Linked DNA regions of Mus musculus: all the other regions are linked to region 5. The links are chromatin contacts, called in public HiCAR-type, HiChIP or PLAC-seq and promoter capture Hi-C maps. All regions are on one chromosome and are shown on one strand. Each heading gives the region's core, a stretch centred on a gene start, on an enhancer-like site or on the middle of the called end of the contact. The rest is flanking DNA. Distances are from core to core; before and after follow the strand shown. Region 1 overlaps M1ap (meiosis 1 associated protein). Region 2 holds the start of Loxl3 (lysyl oxidase-like 3). Region 3 holds the start of Pcgf1 (polycomb group ring finger 1). Region 4 holds the start of Mob1a (MOB kinase activator 1A). Region 5 holds the start of Mrpl19 (mitochondrial ribosomal protein L19). Region 6 holds the start of Ccdc142 (coiled-coil domain containing 142). Region 7 holds the start of Aup1 (ancient ubiquitous protein 1).

What was found. Promoter capture Hi-C pulls out the DNA fragments that hold promoters and counts their contacts. HiCAR-type assays count read pairs that join an accessible place to other places. HiChIP or PLAC-seq counts read pairs in DNA pulled down with a chosen protein or histone mark.
Region 1: a promoter capture Hi-C map of cranial neural crest shows a contact between it and region 5. The contact joins the enhancer-like site here to the promoter of Mrpl19 in region 5. A contact is called at or near these places in 8 of 39 promoter capture datasets (the 3T3-L1 cell line, 3T3-L1-derived adipocytes, the C10 cell line and 5 more), 20 of 484 Hi-C or Micro-C datasets (the 3T3-L1 cell line, 3T3-L1-derived adipocytes, B cells and 15 more), 4 of 115 datasets of contacts at active chromatin or transcription factors (astrocytes, bone marrow-derived dendritic cells, embryonic stem cells and 1 more) and 1 of 9 other capture datasets (adipose tissue).
Region 2: a contact with region 5 is called in a FOXA1 HiChIP or PLAC-seq map of pancreatic cancer cells. The contact joins the promoter of Loxl3 here to the promoter of Mrpl19 in region 5. A contact is called at or near these places in 4 of 39 promoter capture datasets (cranial neural crest, hippocampal neurons, liver and 1 more) and 1 of 115 datasets of contacts at active chromatin or transcription factors (pancreatic cancer cells).
Region 3: a promoter capture Hi-C map of neural stem cells shows a contact between it and region 5. The contact joins the promoter of Pcgf1 here to the promoter of Mrpl19 in region 5. A contact is called at or near these places in 7 of 39 promoter capture datasets (the 3T3-L1 cell line, 3T3-L1-derived adipocytes, cranial neural crest and 4 more).
Region 4: a contact with region 5 is called in a promoter capture Hi-C map of pre-B cells, with 3 times the contacts expected there. The contact joins the promoter of Mob1a here to the promoter of Mrpl19 in region 5. A contact is called at or near these places in 2 of 39 promoter capture datasets (liver and pre-B cells).
Region 6: a contact with region 5 is called in a promoter capture Hi-C map of liver, with 3 times the contacts expected there. The contact joins the promoter of Ccdc142 here to the promoter of Mrpl19 in region 5. A contact is called at or near these places in 6 of 39 promoter capture datasets (the 3T3-L1 cell line, 3T3-L1-derived adipocytes, embryonic stem cells and 3 more) and 1 of 115 datasets of contacts at active chromatin or transcription factors (forebrain).
Region 7: a HiCAR-type map of astrocytes shows a contact between it and region 5, with 2.9 times the contacts expected there. The contact joins the promoter of Aup1 here to the promoter of Mrpl19 in region 5. A contact is called at or near these places in 2 of 39 promoter capture datasets (hippocampal neurons and pre-B cells) and 1 of 115 datasets of contacts at active chromatin or transcription factors (astrocytes).

Annotation. Positions count from the first base shown.
Region 1 is chr6:82,968,216-82,971,608 of GRCm38.p6, forward strand. The region is part of intron 3 of M1ap (meiosis 1 associated protein); the gene reads left to right. Among named protein-coding and RNA genes, the nearest start is that of M1ap, 23 kb to the left of the region's middle. Within about 2 kb of position 1,431, at least 15 of the 459 cell types and tissues checked have an H3K27ac peak or open chromatin away from gene starts, as enhancers often do.
Region 2 is chr6:83,032,651-83,035,813 of GRCm38.p6, forward strand. Loxl3 (lysyl oxidase-like 3) reads left to right here and starts at 1,555. Exons shown (of 14, transcript NM_013586.5): 1 at 1,555-1,639; 2 at 2,805-3,147. The coding sequence starts at 2,832. Dok1 (docking protein 1) reads right to left here and starts at 821. Exons shown (of 5, transcript NM_010070.4): 1 at 721-821; 2 at 117-416. The coding sequence starts at 780.
Region 3 is chr6:83,077,133-83,080,268 of GRCm38.p6, forward strand. It overlaps Pcgf1 (polycomb group ring finger 1), which reads left to right and starts at 1,258. Exons shown (of 9, transcript NM_197992.1): 1 at 1,258-1,346; 2 at 1,763-1,868; 3 at 1,984-2,136; 4 at 2,302-2,373; 5 at 2,508-2,613; 6 at 2,790-2,823; 7 at 2,922-3,008. The coding sequence starts at 1,290.
Region 4 is chr6:83,323,919-83,327,460 of GRCm38.p6, forward strand. It overlaps Mob1a (MOB kinase activator 1A), which reads left to right and starts at 2,121. Exons shown (of 6, transcript NM_145571.2): 1 at 2,121-2,349. The coding sequence starts at 2,336. It also overlaps a transcript of Mthfd2 not described here.
Region 5 is chr6:81,964,496-81,967,695 of GRCm38.p6, forward strand. Mrpl19 (mitochondrial ribosomal protein L19) reads right to left here and starts at 1,454. Exons shown (of 5, transcript NM_026490.2): 1 at 1,212-1,454. The coding sequence starts at 1,432.
Region 6 is chr6:83,099,959-83,103,520 of GRCm38.p6, forward strand. It overlaps Ccdc142 (coiled-coil domain containing 142), which reads left to right and starts at 1,558. Exons shown (of 9, transcript NM_001081266.1): 1 at 1,558-2,680; 2 at 3,000-3,086; 3 at 3,162-3,311; 4 at 3,444-3,562. The coding sequence starts at 1,726.
Region 7 is chr6:83,052,417-83,055,810 of GRCm38.p6, forward strand. It overlaps Aup1 (ancient ubiquitous protein 1), which reads left to right and starts at 2,105. Exons shown (of 12, transcript NM_007517.4): 1 at 2,105-2,416; 2 at 2,495-2,632; 3 at 2,713-2,863; 4 at 3,090-3,274. The coding sequence starts at 2,280. Htra2 (HtrA serine peptidase 2) reads right to left here and starts at 2,155. Exons shown (of 8, transcript NM_019752.3): 1 at 1,505-2,155; 2 at 1,197-1,401; 3 at 913-1,107; 4 at 622-654; 5 at 282-387; 6 at 57-126. The coding sequence starts at 2,010. It overlaps Loxl3 (lysyl oxidase-like 3), which reads left to right. Exons shown (of 14, transcript NM_013586.5): 14 at 1-150.

The DNA.
Region 1 (3,393 bases), core at 181-2,680, 1.0 Mb after region 5:
GTATTTATTAACCTTATGTTGTTCTGTTTTATATACATTGAATATCATTTTTAAGATGAGATGTTCAGCTAACATTATTTTTCTATCCCATTACCATTTTCTTTTCTCCTAAATTCTTTTTCTTTTCTTGGTGAGTACGTGTGTGTGTGTGTGTGTGTGTGTGTGTGTGTGTGTGTGTGTGTGAGAGAGAGAGAGAGAGAGAGAGAGAGAGAGAGAGAGAGACCCCAGACCTAGAGTTACATGCAGTTGTAAGTTTCCCAATCAAGTACTGGGAAAGAACACCAGTAAATGTATTTTATTTTTAAATTCTTACTTTATTTTCAATTATGTGTATGTGGGTATATGCATGTGTGTGCAGGTGCCTGCAGAGACTAGAAGCACTGGGGCCCCTGAAGCTGGGGTTATAGGCAATAATGAGCTGTCTGCTGTGGGTGCTGGGAACCAAACCCGGGCCCTCAAGAAGAACAGTACAGGTTCAGAACCACGGAACCATCTCTCCTGCTCCAACAAGTGCTCTTAACTGCTGCCACCATGTCCTCAGTGTCACCTACTCAGCTCTTAATATGCAGAAGGGCATCAAGAGAAACTGGAAAACAGGGACCAAAGTGAACTCTAAGGAAAAACTGAAATAAAAATGAAATGTAAATACACCTGCCCAGGACATTTGGAGTTTGCAGGGTAAATGTTAAGTTCCCTAAATTGGCTCTGTTTTCTATCTATCTGGGTACCCTTAAAGCCAGACAGGGAGGTTCACACCTGTAATCTCGGCACATAGGAGATTGAGGCAAGGCTAAACCAGCACGGGCTATGTGGTTCCAGGCCAGGCTAGGTTACTGAGTCAAATCTTATCTCAAAAAAGAGCCCAAAATAAAGAAAAAAATTGTAATTGTCTTTAATCAAAATTTTACCCAAATTTACTAAATTTTCTCTGGGATTAGCGAATGTCAAAGTTGATGCTATTCTGATGCCATGCTGAGACAATCATAAAAATATAGATAAGTTATGGGTGGATACTCCACGGGTACATTCGTGTGTGTGGGTTAAAATATTTGAGGGACCTCTGGCTGCAGACAGAAGAGTTGGAAAATAATTGTGTTAATTTCCCATTGCCATTTTCACACGCTAGGAAGGTGGAAGTTGCCACTTTGTCCCAACAATTATGAAAACACTTGCAAAGTCAACAATTCCCTTTAGATGCCTAGGAGAGGCAAGGTTACAACACAGGGCAAACAGCTGCCTCCAGAATCAGACAGACTCACAGCACACTAAAGCAAAACCTCCATGGCAACCACTGCTTGGGTAGGAAAACCCAAACATTAGTAAACGGCTAAAAGCTAAGTCTCAACATTTAAAACTCCAAGGGACGTCCTAAGGCCTCACACACTTCTGTGAGCTCCAAGTCTAAGAGTTCAACCAGACCCTTAAGAGGAAATTCCCTTATGACTCAAACCTGGATGGCAAGGGGGTGGGGCAGGAGAGAACAGGCATTCTGAAATACACTCAACGGTTCTTTTTCATAAGTTCTGTGGCCAGGAGAAACTAGTTAAACAGAACCTAGGGTTTGAACTGACCTAACTCACCTGAAGGACAAGAGAGAGCAAACTCAAGCTAATTACAGCCTTCCACATAGAGAGGAATGATCAACTCCAGCCCAATCGAGTCCCCATGCTCTAACCCACTCCAGCCCAGTCAAGTGCCCATGCTCCAACCCAAGGGGAAGAACACACTGAGAAACACTGTGGAGTTTGTATTTGAGTAGCAGCTTCTCTTGAAGACTAGGAACAAATAATCACATATCAATATTATTTTACGAACTTGTTTTGGGGGCTGATGAGTTGATTGAGTGGGTAAGAGCACTTGCTGTTCTAGCAAAGGACCCAAGTTCAATTCCCAGCACCCATATAGAAGCTCATCACCTTCTCAGACACCAGTCACACATGTGGTGCCCAGATGCTCTCGCAGGTGAAACACCCACACACATAAAATCATAAAAATAAATCTTAAAAAATGTTTAAAAACTTGATTACGCGAGATTTTAAAAACTTATTACTCTTATTATTTGAATAGAAAATAATAATAGTAGAGAATGTGTCCTTTCACACAAATACCACATTTGTAAAGGCCAATTACAATAACATCTTTGACCCAGTGGAACCCGTCTATCACAGAAGATGACAAGCGGAATAAAAGGCAAGACACACCATTTGAAGTTAGAATAGGTATTAGACCCAGTCATGGCAGGTATGCTAGAATTATCTGACTGTAGAATCTATTTGTTTGTGTGTGTGTGTGTGTGTGTGTGTGTGTGTGTATTTGTATGTTATTTATTTTTGAGACAAAGTCACACTATGTAGCCCTGGATGACCTGGAACCTACAATGTAGACAAGGCTGTGCTCATATTTTTGGAAATCTTCTTACCTCTGCCTTCCAAGTGTTGGCATTATAATCATGTACCAACATACCTGGCACTTGACTGTAGAATTTAGAGAACAAGGATTGATAGCTAGCAGAGAACAGGGCACGGTGACACATCCCTATAATTCACGGCAGTCGTGGCAGATCCACAGAGCCACCACAAACCAACCTGATCTAAGCAGAGGCAGCTTGAGGCCTGGGAGGACAACCATTTCGAGCTAAAATGGCAAACAGTAGCCCAGGCATAACCACATCAGAGCCTTAGAGTTTAATCCAAGCTGAGGCTCCCAGCACTGGGGACAAAGTATCTCCATGAGTTCAGGCCAACTTCATCTACATAATGAGTTACAGGCCATCCAGATCTAAATTGTCAGACTATCTCCAAAACAAACAAACAAACAAACAAATCAGAAATCCAACTGTTCGTAACAAGAATGTGTAACAAACCAAGCTTGGGAAATTTAATCAGCCAGTACACATGAAACAGGCATGGATGGGAACTACCCAAATTCTAGTCCATGTGGAGGGCTGGGGCTGGAAAATGAGGATGTGCTGACATCTACTGGACACCAAGAAAAACTCAACCCAAACGGTTATACGTGTGTACTCCACTATTCACAAGGCATGCCCACCCCGGGAATCTGGTTTTACGGGTTTGAACTGGACCTCTAGCCCTCAAATCCTGTCAGTTTGCTACAGAAGCTATCACAGGGAAAGGAGGAACTCAGTAGTATCCTGTTAAGGAAGAAATGCTGACTAATGTTATATAAAATGCATATGATACATGGGACATATTACATAATTCATGTGGAGGGTCATTGAACTCAGAAGTTTGCACGTGTTGGGCAAGCACCATGTGATTTTTTTTTAAAGATCTTTGGGTTATATAAGTATCTCTTAATAGTTTTTTTTATATTGCCTGATTAGGTTTCATGATTATTCTGTGTTCCCACACTCGTCCTATTGTGGACTCTCTC
Region 2 (3,163 bases), core at 305-2,804, 1.1 Mb after region 5:
GAATTATATATAATTCTCTTGGGTCTAGGGTAGGTGCAAGAAGTCCAGTGCCTCTATAATAGCTCCATCCTCGCAGTGTCCCTTAAGCCCAGAGATGCCCACCCCCAGTCACTCACCGGAAAGGCGGTTCTGCATAAAGTCTGCACCCAGGCGGTGCTGGATACGGCGTCCGCCGCCAGCAGGTGCGAGCGCTGTGCGGTGTCCAGGCGGAAGGCAACAGCGCCGGGCTCAGGGGGACTCTCCACAGTCACCGGCACCACGCTCACACATTCAGCCAGGCGTATCATCTTGCAGTCTAGACGGCGAGAGCCGCCTCGACCCCCTCTAGAGCTCGACCCCTTGTGATCAAAGAATTCCAGCCGCGCCACGCCGTGAGGACTGGCTGGGTAAAGCACAGCCCAAGTTTTCCTCCACCTCTGGGAAAGAACGAAAGACTCGAGAGTGCGCGGTGGTAGCACGCGCCCCACAAGGAAGAAGAGACCCATGAAGGCCGATCTGAGTCTGGGGCTTCCCAGGCTGAGCTACTTTCCCAAAGATAATGGCATCCCAAGACCGCACCAAGGAGGGCACAGCCCGAGACTTTTAAGGGAACGTCTTGGGGATCTACAATTGCCCGCGCGCCGTTCCGACCTTCTTCCGGCCCCTTCCCTCTTTCTGGATTCTTTCACCCACTTCTAGTCCAGAGGGGTTTCGCCATCCCCCACGCCACAAACAAACTACCTTGGTCCCGAAGCGCTGACTCTGCAGAAAAAGCGGACCCTCCATCACAGCCCCGTCCATGGCCCAGGCGATTCCTTCCGCGCTTCCTGGCCCGGAGGGCTGGGGGCGGGGCGGGGCGGGGCGAGGCTGCAGGGTGCCGGAGGCGTGCCCGCCCCTCCCCGGCCCCTGCGGCGGTGATGGGGGAGCGGAGGGCTTGGAGGAAAACGAGCCATCAGGAAGAACTCAGGGAGAGCTCACTAAAGCCTTTATCTTTAGTGGTGCACACAGTGGCACCACTCAGGGAAGCGGTGATCACCAACCAGGGGCCCTAGTGCCTGGGGGGTGGAAGCTGAGAGTGACGACATATGTTTAACGTGACATCAGAGTGAAGGCCGTGACATCACCTGCAGGCACCTCGGGGGCGCCATAATGACCAAGGGAGCCATCGGGACAATAGTTTTCTTTGTGGGACCTTTTCTCATGGCCCAGCCCGGGAATTGGACTGGACTGTTGTTGATACTCTGTCTAGTTGGGGATGTGGAGGAACGGCTACGGGCTGGAAAGCTTCCCGTTGCCACAGGGGCCGTCCTGCTGTCCCGAAACCGTTTGCAAGTCAAGCACCCTGAATACGGCTGCCGGGCCTCCAACCTGCGGGAAAAGAAAGCTTCATTGAGCCGGGAGGAGTGGGAGGGGGTGGCGTGGCTGCAGCCAGCTCCACAGGGGAGGGGAAGATCTAGAGGAGGGAACTGGCCTGGCCGGAATGGAGGGAGAAAGCGGAATGTGGGAGGGCTCTAGGGGACGTGGGAGGGACCAACGAAGAGGGGAGAGGAAGGGGGGGTCCAGTCTCCCCTGGCCGAACACTTTTTTTCTGAGAAGTCCTGAAAGTAATCTCCAGGACCAGGACTCTGCTTCCAGCCTCTGGAGTTGTGCCTAGTCGAAGGTAGGGGAGTTACTGCTGGCCAGCGGGAAGAGGAGTTGGGGATGGAGAGGATGGTGGACCAGGAGAAACGCTGATTTGGGATGGAGTCGGGAAAGCCAACCAACTGACAGTTTTATTATTGGTCAAGGAGCGAAACAGAAGAGTGGAAAGCTGAGCAAACTGTTGGGGATGGAGGCTTCAGGGTGCAATTTGCAGGCCCTACGCTGAACACCAGGGCTTCGGAGCCAAATGCCCCCAGAACAAAGCTGTCTTGTCTGAGTTGGGGGAAGCAATGGAGGGCCCCCCTTACTGTGGAGGACTGTTTTCAGCCTCGGATAGAGAAGGCCTGAGCTGGGGAGCTAGCCCTAGCTTCTGGTTGCCCAGTGACAGAAAAAGAGGTGTTCCAGGGAGCTTGGATAACTCCATACCAAACCCTGCCCAGCTTGAAGCCTAGGTCTCCTGGAGTCCCTGACCCTGCAGCATATTTGCCAGCCCATGTGCTAGGGAGGGTGGCAGAAGGTTCTCCTACTCCGGTTAGCCTCGGCCCTTCCTGCATGGGCATCTGCCCCCATAGGAAACTGAAGAGTCTTCTCATTCATAGTGCTGAGATTTCCAGGGCTGGGCTCCCAGGCTCCCCTTGCCTGTGATGCCATCTGTCTGTCTAACTGCATGGGTCTTGCTGTCATTTCTCCTGTGCCTGCACCTTGGCTTTTATTCCCTCTCCTCATGGTTTTTGCCTCTCTGTGTCATTCCCCATTACTCTGTGCTTTGGTTTTTTTGGTTTGATTAAAACCATCTATCCATATTCAATGTGTCTCTCACCCCGTGCCTTTCTGTTTTTTCCCCTTCGTTCCCACAGTCTCCCTTCCTGTCACATCCTGTCTGGGTCGTCCTCTCTGTGTCTCTTCCCAATATCTCTGTTTACCCAACCCATCCGTAGACTCTCCATCTCTAACCCATACCCACCCCATGGATGAAAGTAAATAGAGATGATGGTGTTGGTGGTAATGATGGCCAAACCAGGGAAGGTTATGGTGGGACACTAACCACAAGTTATAAGTTTTATTATTTGCAAAGGGAAAGGAGAGTCTCCCTCGCCCCCAATCTAGGTCTCTAGGGCTGTGCCTGTTTTCTTTGTGTTCCTACCCTCATTCAGTGTGTGTGTCTCTCCTTCTCTGTCCCTTAGTGCCCCCCTCCTTGGGCCCCACCCGCCATGAGAGCTGTCAGTGTGTGGTATTGCTGCCCATGGGGACTACTGCTGCTACACTGTCTGTGCAGCTTCAGTGTGGGGTCTCCGTCTCCTTCTATCAGCCCAGAGAAGAAGGTAGGAAGCCAGGGGCTGAGGTTCCGGCTGGCTGGCTTTCCTAGAAAGCCCTATGAAGGTCGAGTGGAGATACAGCGAGCTGGTGAATGGGGCACCATCTGTGATGATGACTTCACGCTGCAGGCTGCCCATGTCCTCTGCCGGGAGCTGGGCTTCACAGAAGCCACAGGGTGGACCCATAGTGCCAAATATGGCCCTGGAACAGGTGAGCGATGCTCTGG
Region 3 (3,136 bases), core at 8-2,507, 1.1 Mb after region 5:
AGTGGCTCAGAGGTGACTAGGTGGCCTGGGCCAGGAAGGTAAACCATAGCTGTATGTAGTCGATTAACAAGTCTTTAATACTTTCCTGACGCTTATGTACTACCACTTATGGGGTAACAGACATACACTCCTTTCTGTGAGGTTCCTGTTACCTTCAACCTAATTATTCCAGTTCTTTTAGACCCCATTCCTTCCATTGGGGCTCTCAATCCACACCTGTTTCTTTGGTCGTTCCTCTTCACACTGCCTTTTTTTTCTATTTCCATCACATTTATACCTCTCGTGCATCCATTTGTCAATCATGCCCACACAAGAGTCCCAATTTTCTCCAGAGAGCCTTTCAAGTTTCCGCCAGTCTCTCCCCTCTCACTCGAATCTCCAGTTGTACTCGATGCTAATAACGCTTCAGAGTAAATTTATTCTTTTAAAATTCCGCCGTAGGGACCCAGTGATGACAGTGTACCAGACCCGGGAACCCCTGTGTCCTCCCCAAGTGCGGGCCCGGGCCTATGCTACTGCAGGCACTCGCTGCCCAAGTCTCCTCGCTGTCAATCCTCCCCTCCTCCTTCGGCATCTGCTCTGCATTAGTCTGTCCCAGGCCTCCGCAGGCGCCGATGATTAAATCATCATCATTAGCCAGGGCCTATTCTCCCCATCCTCGGCAGCAGGGAGAGAGTGGGGAGTAAGAGCTCCCGGTTCCCCGGGGGGTCTCTCCCTCTCCACCCCGCCCAGGGCACCCTCTCCCAGACTTCGCGAGCCCGGAAAAAACTCCCGCGGCGCAGACGGGAGAAGGCCCGCGGCTGGGACGCAGCTCCGCAACGCGGACGCCGCAGCGGAGCAGGACTGCACTGTATAGAGAGGACCCCGGGTCGGAGGCGAGGTCGGGTCCCAGGACTCCCACACTCCGGAGCTGTAGCGGCGGGCGATAGCCCGGCTTCGGGGTCCCAGGGCACACAGGCTCTCTTAGCACAAGCTACCGAAGTTGATCCAGAGGTTGTGTGCGCGCCGTTGGAAGGACGCCCGTGGGAGCGTGCACCGCAGAGACCCTGCTTCACTCAACCCCCCTCCATAACGACCACCGATTGTTGGGGGGGCAGCGGGCTCAGGTGAGCACACGGGGAGCTAAAGAGGGGGCGAGGGCGGGGTGTGCCGGAAAACTAGCCAATCCGGAGAATGTGAGGCCCTCGTTGCTAGGAGACAAGTCCCGCCCCGCAGGCGGTACCGGAAGTGGCGGGCTGGGATCAGCCTTTAAGATGGCGTCTCCTCAGGGGGGCCAGATTGCGATCGCGATGAGGCTTCGGAACCAGCTCCAGTCAGTGTACAAGATGGACCCACTACGGAACGAGGTGCAGGGGCAGCGGGATGACTGCTGGGGTCCGTTAGCTGTGTGAACCCAAACGAAGGAGAGGACGGGTGGCGGCGGGATGGGCGCCCAGTGCGCTTGCGCAGCCACGGGGTGCGCGATACGCACGCGCGATTCTGGCCGAGTTGCCAAACGCTGGACTTGGACGCTTGCGCGTTGTGTCTCCGACAGCGTCTGGTCTCCCGAGGGAAAAAAGAGAGTCAGGCGGGTCCGCGAAAAGAGAGCACCCGCTGTGCGCGGAGCCCTCTGCTGGGCGAAGGGGGAGCTCACTCCCCCGTCTCTTCTCGGGGGCCAGACGACCCAGTCCAATAACAAACTGCTCTGTTGCTGGGAATTGCAGAAGGTGAGATGGGGTGGGCTTGCAAGACCAGTGGGGAGTGACTGAGGGTGTGTCCACAGGAGGAGGTCCGGGTGAAGATCAAAGACCTGAATGAACACATCGTTTGCTGCCTGTGCGCGGGCTACTTCGTGGATGCCACCACCATCACAGAGTGTCTCCACACCTGTGAGTGTCCCGGATCCTGTCTCTCCTCTTCCAAGCTGGCTGCCAGCCTCTGTGCTGCCTGTCCCATGTGTCGGGTTCCCAAGGGACCTGAGCATCTTCGTTTCTCCTCTTACAGTCTGCAAAAGTTGTATCGTGAAGTACCTGCAAACCAGCAAGTACTGCCCCATGTGCAACATCAAGATCCACGAGACGCAGCCGTTGCTCAATCTCAAACTGGATCGGGTCATGCAGGACATAGTGTATAAGCTAGTGCCAGGCTTGCAAGACAGTGAGTGGCCACCTTATATTTGTGGGGCCTCCTGACTCTAATGCTGGGTGGCACCTTGACGTTTTGTTCCCAACAGTTTTGTTGGGAATCAAAAAAATACAAAGATAAAGAGGTCAACAGCCAAAACAAAGAGAATTAATATGGCTGCCCTTCACCCCTCCTTAGGTGAAGAGAAACGGATTCGGGAATTCTATCAGTCCCGAGGCTTAGACAGAGTCTCCCAGCCCAGTGGTGAAGGTATGTCCTTGGTGCTCATTTGGGGGAGGGGGGCAATTAAAGCCCTCAGAGCATCTCTTTTGCCTGGTTTTGCTCTCTGGGGAGAAGAGGGTATGGAACCTGTACCAGCCTCCTCAATATCTACTTTTCCTCAGAGCCAGCCCTGAGCAACCTTGGCCTCCCCTTCAGCAGTTTTGACCACTCTAAAGCCCACTATTATCGATATGATGAACAGCTGAGCCTATGCCTGGAGCGGCTGAGGTGAGGGGCAGGTCAGAGGTTGCGTGAAGTGATACTACTGGTGACCCAGATGCTAAGGGACTTGGGGGGAAGGGTGAGGGAGTGTCTGCTCCCCTGAAGAAAGTGTGCTGTGGTGCTTGTGCTAGGTAGGAGACAAGAAAAGTGGAACCCTCTAACTTGTATCTGTTTCCATCCAGTTCTGGCAAAGACAAGAATAAAAATGTCCTTCAGGTGAGAGGGGTTGAGGGGAGGGCCCCTTTGAAGGAGCCGTTTCTCCCAGCAACCCTTCCCTCAGACACCTGTGCCCTCCCCTCCTTCTCTGTTCCTAGAACAAGTATGTTCGGTGTTCTGTGAGAGCTGAGGTCCGCCATCTCCGAAGGGTTCTGTGTCACCGACTAATGCTAAATCCACAGCATGTAAGTAAGCCCATCATGTTACGGGGAAAACAAGGGACTGAAAGGGGAGGGCATGTCTGGCTTGCCAGCTTGTACCTGGAAGAAAGCTCAGGCCGGAAGATCACTTCAAGTTCAGGGCTAGCCTAGGC
Region 4 (3,542 bases), core at 871-3,370, 1.4 Mb after region 5:
GCTGAGCCAGAGTGAGCAAAGCACCCCAGTGTGTGTTTGGCTGCTGTCTGTTCTGGTGGAGACCAAATTGCCCTGCCCCTTACTCACTGGGAAACCTTATCTTTGACTCCTTAGAGGATTGTATTGATATCCTCTTTAAATATTGACCAAAGATTTACACCTTAATCCCTAAGGCTTTCTCTCCCTAAAGCTGGACATATGGAGAAGTGTCTTTAATAAGTTTTTTCCTCATAGATTTAATAATTCTACAATTTTAAGAATCATTTCATTAAAAGATGGAAAAAAGCCCCAAACAAACAACAAACCTGGAGTTCATTTAGTCTGCTTTTTTTTTTTTTTTTTTTTTTTTTTTCTGAAACAGGGTTTCTCTGTGTAGCCCTGGCTGTCCTGGAACTCACTTTGTAGACCAGGCTGGCCTCGAACTCAGAAATCTGCCTGTCTCTGCCTCCCGAGTGCTGGGATTAAAGGCGTGCACCACCACACCCAGCATTTTTTTCCTTTTTAAAAGAAGATTTTTTTTTATTTTATAAGTGTTTTGCCAGCTTACATGCATGTGACATGCATGTATGCCTGATGCCCGTGGAGGTCAGAAGAGAGTGTTAGATGCTCTGGAAATGAAGTTACAGATAGTTACAGACAGTGTGCATGCTGGACCCTGAACTCAGGTACTATACTATACAGGTATTAAGTGCTCTTAATCAAGCCTCTCACATCATATTTTTATAGTTATATACATATATATATATATGTGTGTGTATACATATAATGTCATATATGTATACACACATATACATATATATATATATATACATACACACACATACATACACACACACATATAATTTTTGAGAGTCTTTCTATGTAGTCATGGCTGTCCTAGAACATGCTATGCAGACCAAGCTGGCCATGAACTCACAAAGACCCATCTGCCTCTACCTCCCAGTGCTGGGATTAAAGAAGCTGTGTATCATCATGCTTGTCCTGACTTGATATAAACATAAGGACACAGACTCAAACCTTAATAATATGTTATTTAAAAATATACTTATGAAAAAAATAAACAAATAAAAGGACAAGAGGCAGAGGCAGGAAGATATCTGTTAGTTCGAGGCCAGCCTGATCTACAAAACAAGTTCCAGGACAGCAGGACTACATAGAGACCCTGTCTCAAAAAACCAGGAAAACAAACAAACAAAAAAAACCAACAAAAAACAAAACCAAAAACAAACAAACAAAAGATTCAAAAAATATATCAAGGCACATACTCTAAATCACATACAAATTTACAGAAGTTAGTGAAAAAAAGGAAAGAAAGAAAAGAAAAAGCTTACTGAATAATCCTGATAACCTAGGCTGCCCCCCCCCCCATCAAGGTAGAAAAGGAGAACCAGCTACTACTACATACCACACTAATAAATACAAATGTATAAAAGGTGGTTTAAAAAGTTAATAGAAGGAGGCAGGTGGTAGCTCAAGCCTGTAATTCCCGCACCTGGGAAGCAGACGCAGGACGGTCAGGAGGTCAGGGTCATCCTTGGCGACATAGTAAACTTTAAACCAGCCTGGGCAGCCTGGAACACCTGAGATCCTGTCTCAACCAAGGAACAACACGCAAACAAACAGGAACCCAAAAGTTGATAAAATAAAATTGATGACATTAATGTGACAGGTGGCATTCAAATGGTTTTAAACCACCGGCAAAATACTGGATCTTTGCCACTGCGCATCTGCAGTTTCATTTATTTCCACAGGTTTTTTTTCTCCCCCCTCTTTTCTTCATTCTACCATAGTGTCACCTGGTGTCAACATATCCTCCCACACGGAACATGCACATGGACATTCATAGCAGCGTTACAGTGTGTGTGTAGAAACCTCCCAGGTGTCCATCAACAGGCGAGGTGGCCAGAATAGCATTCCTTTAGGAGAAGACATCAAGTTTTTCTAAATAGCGAAACAGTCACCAAGTAGCGCTGGCAGACGTCCCTCGGCCACGGAACAGTTGACAGCGGCGCCTAGTTGGCCCCATTTCCCTCCCGTGCCCACAGAATACTGATTGGCTGAGCTCAGGAAGGGGCAGGGTGAAGCTCAGCGGGACGGGAAGAAGCCCGGTCTCGCGAGATCCTCTTGGTTCCGCATTTTGGCTCGCGGAGCTGTGGGAGGCAGCGCGGAGGAGCCCGCGGTCGGTGCTTGGTCGCGGCGGCTGGAACTCGGTACCAAACCCGGGCCGTGAAGCTTCGGCAGCCCTGTAGAGCCGCGGACCGTCCTCTGCCTCCCGGTGCCCGCGGCGGCGCCGAGTCTGACGGGGCGGGGGCCACGGCCCCTCGGGCTAGCGAGGATGAGCTTCCTCTTGTGAGTGGGCCGGGCCGGGCCGGGGCGGGGCGGGTGTCGGTCGGCAGGGCCGGGCCGAGGGGCCAAGCGGAGGGCGGAGCCCGACCTAGGGCTGCTCCGGGCCTGCCGCCCCGGGATCGGCTAGCGCAGGAAAATGTGCAGTGCCTCGGTGACCAGACCAGGCTGAGAAAGAAAGGCGCAGGTTCTCAGTGGCTTCCCACAGGTTTGCATTTGGGAAGAGGGCATTGCTCCTTCCAATGTGACTTTTCTCTTAGCCCAGGCGGGGCTTGAACCTGGACTCCTCCTGCCTCTGCTTTCCCAAGGAGCCAGGATACAGCCTCGGCCACTAGGACAGGCCTCCTTTAAATGTGGGGGTTTTGTTTTGAGAAATGGTCTTGCTATGTAGCCCAGGCTGGCCTCGAGCCCTCTTAGATGTTGGGATTAAAGGTGGGTGCTTTCATCTCGGCCCACATGTGAATTTTTTTTAAGGTTTTTATTTTTTTTGAGAACTTAATAGATGCGTATTTTCATTTCTAACTCCTCCAGTGCCCTCTCATCTCCCATTCAAATTCATGTTCTCTTATCTATATTCTATATTACGTCTATACAACATACATACGTAATGGATCCAGTTAGTGTCGTCTGTATGTACTTGGGTGTAGAGCTGACTATTTCATTATGAGTCTATTTGAGCTTGTCCCTGAAAAACCTGACTCTTCTTGTGGACTGTCCATAGCTCTTCAGCCAGGTGAGGTAAATGGAAGTTTTTATTTATAACTTAAACCGATGGACAGTTTTTCCCACTCTTTGGCTATTCTGAATAACGCTGCTGTGAGCAGCTGGTTATAGGTTTTTGGGTATGTGTGTGTGATGGTATCTCCTGGGTCTTAGTGAGGTTTTTGCATGTTAGCCTTTGAGGCACTGCCAAGCCTTCTAAAGCCTGCACTGCATTTAACATCCCATTCTCATTGTATTGAGTTTTCAGAATTCTTCAGTTCACACCTGCCTGGTAATTACCACTGATAGATCTGAGGGTGAAGTGGAATTTATTGATTTACATTCTCCCAATGACCAGCAATGTTAAGCATCGTTTGTGTGTGTGTGTGTGTGTGTGTGTGTGTGTCTGTGTCTGTATTTTGTGTTTTCAGACTATTTGTGGATAGAGTTTATTGAGATCCTTTTCCTATTTTAAAATCAGATTGTTCTTTATTTTG
Region 5 (3,200 bases), core at 204-2,703:
CTCACTCCTGAGAACGCACCAGGCATTGTGTTTAAATGGTTATCATACATCAAGTAGCCCTCAAGGTCTGGACCTTATTGTCCAAGAAGGCATTTGTGCTAAGGGTTTGTTTAGCTGTCATCCTGGGCAGCTACTGGGGCTTAGAAAGCCTTAAAGAGTTTCAGTCCGGTACAGGAAACATGTCACTGGGCATCTAACCTTGAAGGCAAGGCACAGACCCCGGCCCCTTTCTGTTTCTCCCTTTGCTTTTACCTAGCTAATGCTTCCTGCCACGCTATACTGTGTCACTGCAGGGCCCAAGTGACAGGGCCAGGACCAAGCAAAATTAACTACAACTGTCCAAACCCTGAGCCAAACGAATTTGTTCCCTTTAGGCTGGCTGTCTCTGGTGTTTGTCACCACACAGGCAAGCTGACCCATAGTAGCATAAATTAATCCTGAGACCAGTTAGATGTTTTATTGTCATCTTACTTAAAAAAAAAAAAAACAAAGCACAACTGGAGCGTAAAGGTGATGAACCGCTGACATAATTACTATTTGTTACAATTTTGTCACAGTTAATACGCTGCATTTCTCTCAGTCTGCAAATGAGCACAAGTCTCCCACTGAGCTATAAATATGGAGAAAATATATACAAATCACCAGCTGCAAACTGACTTTAAAAGAAATCTTCCACCGAGCATAGGGATTCCCACCTTTGATCCTAACATTTAGGAGGCAAAAGCAGGCAGATCTTTTTTGAGTTCAAGGCCAGCCTGATACACACCCACAAATTATTGTGTATTGTGGTTGGAGCGCCCAGCATAACATTCATGTGGGGATTTGAAGGCAAACTTTGGAGTACGGTCTCTCTTTTCTCTATGGGTTCTAGGCATGGATTTGGGTGTACAGGTTGCAACTTTCACAACCGAACCACCCTGCGGGTCCATACTGTTAAGCTTCTGAAGATGCATTTATGTAGGTAAGACGAAAAAGAGTGTGCTGGATCCACGTGCCTGAGCCGATCTGACCTCCCCAAACCCTTCCTCCTGGATAGAATCTGTTGGCCAAGGCTCACCGTGGTGGATTTTAGGACAAACTGAGGGAAGGGAGTCCAAGCCTGCGTCTTTCGTGATCTAGAGAGGGGCAGACCCGGAACCCGATTTCGTGCAGCCCAGCTATAAAGCGGGTATCAAAGTGTGCGCACTCCCACGCGGCCTCGGCCGCCTCACCTTCTCTCGTCTTCCGGGACTCGGCGCCGGTCCACGATGACAGGTTTCGGCGGTGGCTTGAACCCACCGGGCTCTGAAGGCCCGGTGCTCTGAAATCGGCTTGGGCCCGTGCAGACACGGCAGGCATCAGATGCGAAGGCAGCAAGCCGTGGCCTGGCCATTCGGACGCTCCGGGCCAGGTACAGGGACGCCCTACAACTTTCTGCCATGGAGGCCGCCATGTCTACACCCTCAATGAAGGACTACAACTCCCAGAAGTCAGTGCGATGGGGTGTGGCCGGACGGTGGCTCCTATGGGACTAAACTTGCTTCCCGGTGTACCGCCGCTTGTTTGAGGGAGTTATACCTGTAAATGTATATAATTTTCCTCTTCTCCATAATTTGCAAAGTTACACTTCTCTACAGGGTTAGCAAGTTTGTACATTTCACTAAGTACTGTGATCTCATTTGCATTTAGTGAGTGACTATGAAGTGCGTGGAGTGTGTGTGTGTGTGTGTGTGTGTGTGTGTGTGTGTGTGTGAGTGTGATTGCAGGTGCCCATGAAGGACATATGATCCCCTGGAGCTGGAGTTACAGGCAGTGGCAAGGGACCCTATGTGGATGCTGGAAATTGAACATGGGTCCTCTGAAAAATTACGTGTTCCTAACTGCAGAGCCACCCTCTCCAGCCTCCTCAGTTCCACCTTTTATTTGCTTGTGCCTACATGAAAAACACAACTGTCACCTAAAGGGCAAAAGAGATAGTTTATTCTAGAGTCAAGTATTAATGAGGGGCTCAGAACACAAGATTTAGGTCACCACAAATCCATGTTCCAATTACATGTAACAATTCCATGGCATTCCATAGTATCAGAGCAAGAAAGCCATTCCTTAAACACATTGGCAGGTACACCCATTTAGGAATGCTATATCAAAATGGAGATGTCTCTGCTGTATGCCTCAGTTGCGCTGATGGCCTTCTTAGCCTTCAGGTTGATGGAAGTGAGGCGGTTGCTGAATGTAGTCCCTTAATAATAACAAGGCCGTTGGTTCACAAGTAAGTTGGGAATAAATTACCATTTGAGGGACTAATGGGCCAAGATAGTTGGGCTCTGGATCTGCAGCACCACAATGCTTCAAGTCACTCACGTTTTAATTAGTTAATCAGTCTTGTAGAACGTTGCTTCTTTTAGGAAATTTTCGTTTGCCTCTTGTTTGATTATTGGTATTTAGTTCGTTGTTATGAATTCCGTGGGGAGCAATGAGTATCTTCTTTTGCTTAACTTCTGTCTTACTAACCAGCACTACCTGGCTCTCACAGGCTCCAAACAGAATAATAAATGCTAGCTGTTTTGTCAAAAGTTAGAGTCATCAGAGAGGAGAGTACCCCCAACTGAGAAAATGTCTCCATAAGATAGGTCTGTAGGTGGCCTGTAGGACATTTTTTTAAGTTAGTGATTGATGGGGGAGGGTCCAGCCCATTGTGGGTGGTGCCATCCCTGGACTGGTGTTTCTAGATTCTATAAGAAAGCAGGCTGAGCAAGCTATGAGGAGCAAGCCAGTAAGCAGCATTCCTTCATAGCCTCTGCATCAGCTCCTGCCTCCATGTTCCTTCCTTGTTTGAGTTTCTGTTCTGACTTCCATCAGTGAGATCCAGTGTTATGGAAGTGTAAATCAAATGCAACCTTTCTTCCTCAACTTGCTTTGGTCATGATATTTCATTTCATCAACAAAACCTTAACTAGGACAAAGCATAAAGAGAAAAGCCATCACTCTTAACAAATAGCCCCCACGGAGTCCTTGAGCTCACTGAGAACATTCCCTTTTCCAGAACTAAAACTGAGTTTGCCTCGGGCAGTTGGGAGGCATACAAGCTAAAAGGGGTCCATTTCAAACCTTCTTGAGTTGAGAGGGGCTTGGGAGACAGCTCCGTGTAAGAACACTTACAGCTCTTGTAGCAGTTCCCAGCACCCACACCAGGCGGCTCCCAGCTGTTTGTAGTTCCAGGT
Region 6 (3,562 bases), core at 308-2,807, 1.1 Mb after region 5:
GGCCAATTTTTATGTGACCTGTAACTGATCAGTATTAGCTCAGGACCACCTGCCCCTGCCCCCTGCTCCAGACCAAGTTCTCAGCACAAAAGAAATTTATTTGCCCTAGAGTGACAAAGGGCAGGTAATAAGGGACAAAGACAGGAGATAGAGGACCAGGAAAAAGAGGAAGGGAACAAAGGAGAGGAGACAAAAGGGGCAAGGGTGTTTATCCTGGAGGACAAAGGACTACCTCTGGATAGAGAGGAGACAGTTGTGGCCCATAGACAAATGGAGTTATGATAGTAAAGGGGGAAACCCGGGTTAGGATGAGGTGTTTAATTTTGATCGGGTATGCTAATTAGGTAAACTAAAGGGGGCCTTTTGATTGCTGGACTTCAGTACTTTGATAGCCATACCTTGGTAGTCAGCCTTAGAAGAAGGAAGTGGCCAAATAAGGGAATAGACCTCTTGGCTAGTTTTAGAAATGTAACAATGTTTTTTGGTTTTGTTTTGTTTTGTTTTGTTTTGTTTTGTTTAGCAAGGCAGGGGGAATGGTTTTGCCAGAACAGTGCCCACATGAGAGTTAGCCAGAGTCCCTTCATAACCTGGATCTTTAGCCTGAGGACTTGTTGACTCTGAGAGTCTAGAAGTGAATGGCCAGGAAAACTGCTGTATATTTACTTAGTCTTTCGGTGATCCCATATCTGATCCTCTCTCTCCCTCAGTAACTGTACCAACTACTTCAGGAATCTAACCCCCTATCTCCAACCTTTTAAACCACTCTCAGAGGCTGGGTCTCACACTGTAGCCTAGGCTAACTTGAAAGTATGTTGGCCAAGTGTCGACCACCTCTAGACAACCCTCCTGCCTCAATCTCTTAGTGCTGGGCAGTAATAATATTCTTTTCCATGCTGTGGGGTCTTGTCCTCTGTTCACAATATATTCCCAAGCACTTGTAACTACTGCCTTGACCTCAAACTGGAGACCCTCAAATGCTCAATTTTGCCTGCTTAGAGCATTGCAGCAGCAGCAGCAGCCCGAGGACCCCTTGCTGTTCCTTTGCCTAAGATCTTTATGAGTAGGGTCCGAACCAGCTGCTTCCCAAAACTCTCAGAGATGACTGAAAGAAAACATAAAAGAAGTTGAAGCTGGCTGTGATGACACACATACACACTCTTAACTTAAGCCAGGAAGCGGAGGCAGGCTGACAACTCTGAGTTCGAGACCTGCCTGGTCTACATGAGAGTTTCAGGATAGCTAAGAACATACACAGTGAGATTCAAAGAGAACTGAACAACAACACGCCCACAAATGAACACGAAGACAACGATCAAAGCAAAAGCAAACTGAGGTCTCGCTTTCCTCTTTTCTGTAGTAGACCGCCGCAGGACCCCCAGAGGGCAGACTGCAGGAAGGCGGTACACTAGGAAGTCAGGGATGGCGGAGACATGGGTCTCCTGCTGTCAAGTCACACCTAGCTTGACTCTCCCTACAGCATTTAGCATCAGCGCCACCTCCCGTTAACGGTGACAGGAAAGTCTAGCTAGAATTTGATAGTCGTTAAGGGCCGGGAAAGAGTAAGTGGGTGGCCATCTTTGTTAGGGGCAGAGGTCGTGGCTACGGAGCCCCAGTAAGACCACGAGACTTCCGGCTAGCTGGTGAGTCCTGGCGCCCACGGGCGTGGAGTGCGACGGGAAGCGGGGAGGCGGCGAGCGTTAGGTTCGTTTGGGACTCGCCGTGCAAATGGCACGGGCGTCCAGCTCTAGTGGCCCTTTGCCTCCACTCGCTAACGTACCCTCGTCGTGGGCGCAGCCCGTGGGCGCTGGGGAGGAGCGGGACGAGGGGAGGCGTGGAGGGCTAGGGCTACTGGCTGCGGTGAGCGTCCCGTGCCCGGACTTCAGCAGACAGCCGTGGGCTCCCGCGTCTGCAAGCGGCCCGATGCCCTTCGCTCTTCAGCGGCTCCGGGCCACATTGCTTCGTCTGCACCGCGAGCGAGAGCAGCTCCTGCGGGCCCGGGACTGCGCCCGCCACCTGCAGGCGGTCGTGCGGCTGCTCCGCTCCGGCTCCTCGGCCGGTTCCCTCTCCCTGCAGCAGTTGCACGGCGATTTACAGCTGTGCCCATCTCGTGGGGCGGCTCTGCGCCTCGGCTTCCCGGGCTCCAGGGAGACGCTTCTCCTGACTCGCCCTGTCGGGCTAGCTGCCCAGCACTTGGAGGCTGCCATCGAGATGCAGCTTCGTTCACTGGGCCGGACACCCGCTAGCCTGGGCCTGACATCCCAGCTAGCCGAACTGTTGCTGGCCCTTCCCTTCTACCACACTCTGCAGGGACATTCCCTGAACTTCGTCCCCGGGGCCGCGCGCCCATTCCCCGCGGCCCGTGTGCTCCAGCTCCTGGCTGCAGAGCGGGGTTGTCAGGTGGCAGATAAGCTGGCTGAAGCCCGTGGCGGATCGGGCTTGCAGGAGCAGCTCCGTCGGCAGTGCGAGCAAGAGCGAGAGCTGCTGCCCGGGCTGCTGGGCCTGGTAGGGGGCGTGGCTAGCACCGACAGCAGCGGACTGAGGCTTGGGGGACCTGGAGCCCTGTGGAGCCAGTATTGGACCTTGCTGTGGGCAGCCTGTGCTAAGTGTTTGGACCTACGCGTGGGACCCTGGGAGGACCCTAGAGCAATGGCACAAGAGCTGAGTCAGGCACTGTGTCAAGGTAAGCGAGGGGTCCGAGCTGGCATTTGGAGGTTGTGGTGAGGGTGTCTTTTTCCCTTTACCCTCTCTCAACTCCAGCCTGTCAGCAAGCGCAGGGCCTTGAATGAATGAACTTCCCCGAGTTTAAAGTATAGCGTTTAGGGTTTCCCAAGGCCACGCAGCTTCCCATAGCAGTCTTTATTTAGGTTTTAGTCCACACTGGCCTGGGACGCTGGTCTCAGCCTCCTGCCTCCGGAGAGCCACCATGCCTGACTTGAGTGGAGTCGGCAGGGGCTGTCACCAGGGATTTGTTTCCAGGCTTCCTTCATTTCTCCCATCAGCACCCCTGCCTCAGGAGTGTGAGAAGGAGCTGTTGTCTCTGTGTCACAGCCTGTTTCACCAGTCTGTCATCTGCAGCTGGGACCAAGGTAAGGAGAAAAGGACATTGGGGTGACCCAAGGATCCTGTTGCGCACCCCCTCAGACTATATTTTGTCATGCCAGGGTTCTGCCAGGCCTTAGGATCAGCCCTGGGTGGTCAGAGCAGCCCTGCGTCACTGTCTCCTACCTCTGAGCTGCTGCAGCGGCTTTTTCCTCCCCTCTTGGATAGCCTTCGACAGCCCAGGCCAGAACTTAGGCTGTGTCCGCCTGCAGGTGAGACAGGAGGTGTGGAATGGGAGGGCAGGGGGCGGGGCAGTTGTTATCTTTTGCCTGTCCTCTGTTCTGAAGCTGGCCTTCTCCTGGAGGTGACCTATGAACCCTAGGGTACTGTCCTTCCCCTCCCAGGTCCTACGCCTGTCGCTCTGGGGCTCTGTACCCTGCAGACCACCTTGCTCTGGTTTGTGGGCAGAGCTCAGCAGCACCTGGCAGCGTGGGACCCCGGTTCCTTCTTGCTCCTGCTCCAG
Region 7 (3,394 bases), core at 855-3,354, 1.1 Mb after region 5:
ATCACCACACTAACATACATATATATGTATATGTATATATCACCACACTAACATACCTGGGAGTCAGGGTCAGCATCATCACTCCAATGTAGCGGCGCTGGGACCCACTGGTTCCAAACCAGGAATCTGTAATAAAAGAGGACAAATGAACCGCCCCCCAGCTACATTCTTTCCCTTACTTTCTACCAGCACACCCCTCTATACCAAGCCCCAGTGAATGCCCTCCCCTAAGTCCCATCCTCCATTTTAAAGGAACCCCTTTCCCTGTAAGACAGGCTCACTTTTCTTTTCCCCGCGATGCAGAAACTCCCTAAGGCGATCAGAAGGGATGGCAAAGGAGATTCCAGCTGTCACCTTCATGGTGTTCACTCCAATCACCTCCCCATCCTGCAGGGACACAGCCCCCTGTCCCCTAGCCCACACAGATGGCAGAGGATGGGGGCACCTGAACAAGAGTAGCAAGGATTTGGGGACAGAAGTCTGTCTGTCTGTCTGTCTGTCTGTATACCAGGAGAGGAACAAGAGACTAGAGACTTAGCTAAAATTCCCTAAATCAGAGGAAAACCCACACTTCCCACACTAACCTGGGGCATGGATTCTTAGAAGAACACGGACACTCACCAGGTTAACCAGGGGACCACCAGAATTTCCAAACTGTGAGATAAAATGAAAGAAAACATCAAAAAGATCTGGAATCCCATGCTCTGGGAATTCTAAGACCGAGGACATAAACAGGGTGTAGGGAAATTTTTCAAATTCCATTCCTAGCACATGAACTAGAGAGGCTGCCTTTTGCAGCCCAACCTCTGATACAGGCCCAGTCACCACCACGTGTCAGTTGGTGCTCATACCCAACAGCTGTTCTCCCCAATTCCAACCTTAGCACCTAATTTCCCTCATATCAGGACGCACATCAATAGCTGCATCGGTCTGAATGTATTCCACGTTGTTTTGAGGGAGTCCCAGGTCCCTGGCTGGGCGCTGAGCAGAGCTGACAATACCAGATGTGATCGTGTTCTGCAGTGCAAAGGGGCTTCCCATGGCAACAACAAACTCCCCTTGCCGGACATCAGCAGAGCGGCCGAGGGGCAGTGTGGGAAGAGGCTCCTTAAGGGAAACAAGGCCAGCAAAACTGGTCATTTTAAGAAGGGAGCAAGAGAACAGCTGCCATCAGATCTGGCCTACTCCATCCCCACCTTGGTTTGAATCCTCAGTGTGGCAATGTCTGCTACGGGATCCACAGCTGTGACCATGGCCTCATAAGTATCCCCGCTAGGCAGCCTCACTCGTACTCGGCGCCGATCAGCCACCACGTGGGCGTTGGTAACGATGAGCCCATCTGAAGCCACTACGAATCCTGATCCGTTTGAGATGGGGACTTCACGGCCGGAGAAAGGGTGCCTGGGATGGGGAAAGTACCCATTACACTGCAGCTTCCACCTCATCCTGCTCCCTTGCCTTCACTAACGGCAGTTCAACACCTCCTGGTCAACTTCACCATTACCGGTCTAGGATCTCGATATAGACCACAGCAGGGGCTGTCTTCTCCACCACATCTGCGATGAAATTGTACTGGCTCCGGGGAGAAGTGGGTGGCGGAGCAGGAACAGCAGCCAGCACCGTGGAAAGACCCCGACCCCAACCCCACAACAGCAGCACCACTGCACCTCCTGCGCCCACCGCCACCGCCAGCCATTCGCGCCGACGGCTTCCAGGGCTCCTGCGGGCCTCCTGGTCACTGGAGCCTGAAGTCCCCACATTCAATCGTGCCCAGAGATCCGGGGTCCTAGACGTCAGATCTGCCCGTGATGCAAGGAACCCCTCAGGCACCTGGGCCGGGAGACTGGGGGTCCCATAAGTCATCCAGATCTGAGAGTCAGGAGTTCCTGACGTCAGCAGAGCCCGGAGGTCAGGAGCTAACAGGGGAGGCTTCCTCCAGAAGATGCCCCCCAAAGCCCGCCATGCCCGAAGGCTCCAGTTTGCACCCCGCCCCGCTTTCAGCGCAGCCATCAGCTCCGCCTCGACTCTCCTCGCCCGCCCTACTCAGAGGCGGTCCTCTAGAACCCGGCAAGCGGTCTAGGAGAAGCAGGGCACGACGGTAGCTGTTCAGCGCATGCCGGGAAACGTAGTCCCGTCAGGACGCGCTCCTCTCCAGCATACGCACACGCTCACACACAAACACACACACATACACACACATTCCCCGGGGCCGCGAGGCATGCTGGGAACGCTAGCCCTTCCGGGGCGCCTCCGGGCCTCAGGTTCTGGCGTCTCGGCGGATGCCCAAAGACTCCGCCTTCCCAGGGGCCCCCGCGGCCCTGCGAAGATGGCGGCGACAGCGGCCCCGCTCTCCTGAAGCGGCTGCGATGGAACCTCCCCCAGCTCCGGGGCCGGAGCGGCTCTTTGACTCGCACCGGTAAGCGCTGCGGAGGGAAGAGACCGGTCAGCGCGTCCTGTCAGCTTCGGCGCCTGATCGCGTCGCCTCTCGCCACAGGCTCCCGAGTGACGGCTTCCTGCTGCTCGCGCTACTGCTCTACGCGCCGGTCGGCCTCTGCCTCCTGGTCCTGCGACTCTTCCTCGGGCTCCACGTCTTCCTGGTCAGCTGCGCTCTGCCCGACAGCGTCCTCCGCAGGTGCGGACCGCGGCGCCCGGGGGAGCATCGGGGCTGGGCTGGGCTCTGGACCGCACGGTCACCGCCGCCTGTGTCCCCAGGTTCGTGGTACGAACCATGTGTGCGGTCCTGGGGCTCGTGGCCCGGCAGGAGGACTCCGGACTCCGCGATCACCGCGTCAGGGTCCTTATTTCCAACCACGTAACACCTTTTGACCACAACATAGTCAACCTCCTCACCACCTGTAGCACCGTGAGTGGGGGGCGAGGCCGAGAGCGCCACCGGGTGGCTCCCCAGGCCCAAGCTCAAGGCTCCCCTTTACCCATTGGGATTCTCTTGGGGAACACCGAGCCTTTCCCCCAGCCCCTTAATCGCCACCTCACGTGTCACCCTTTTCCTCTTTCTTTCTGTCTTTTCCTTTCTCTTTCTCTTTTTGACATTTCCTTCCATTCTTCTTGCTTTTTCTCCCCGTTCTCAGCCTCTACTCAATAGTCCCCCCAGCTTTGTGTGTTGGTCTCGGGGCTTCATGGAGATGGATAGGCGGGTGGAGTTGGTGGAGTCACTCAAGAAATTCTGTGCTTCCACGAGGCTTCCGCCCACACCTTTGCTGCTCTTCCCCGAGGAAGAGGCCACCAATGGCCGAGAAGGGCTGCTGCGTTTCAGGTGGGTAAGCGCAGGCATCTGGCTCCAGTTGAGTGGGTGCCCTAGTTCCTTTCCTGTCTGCCCACTTTTAGCCCTGCCCTCGAAATTCTTAATTCCTCAGTTGTCTGCTTATGGAGTTGG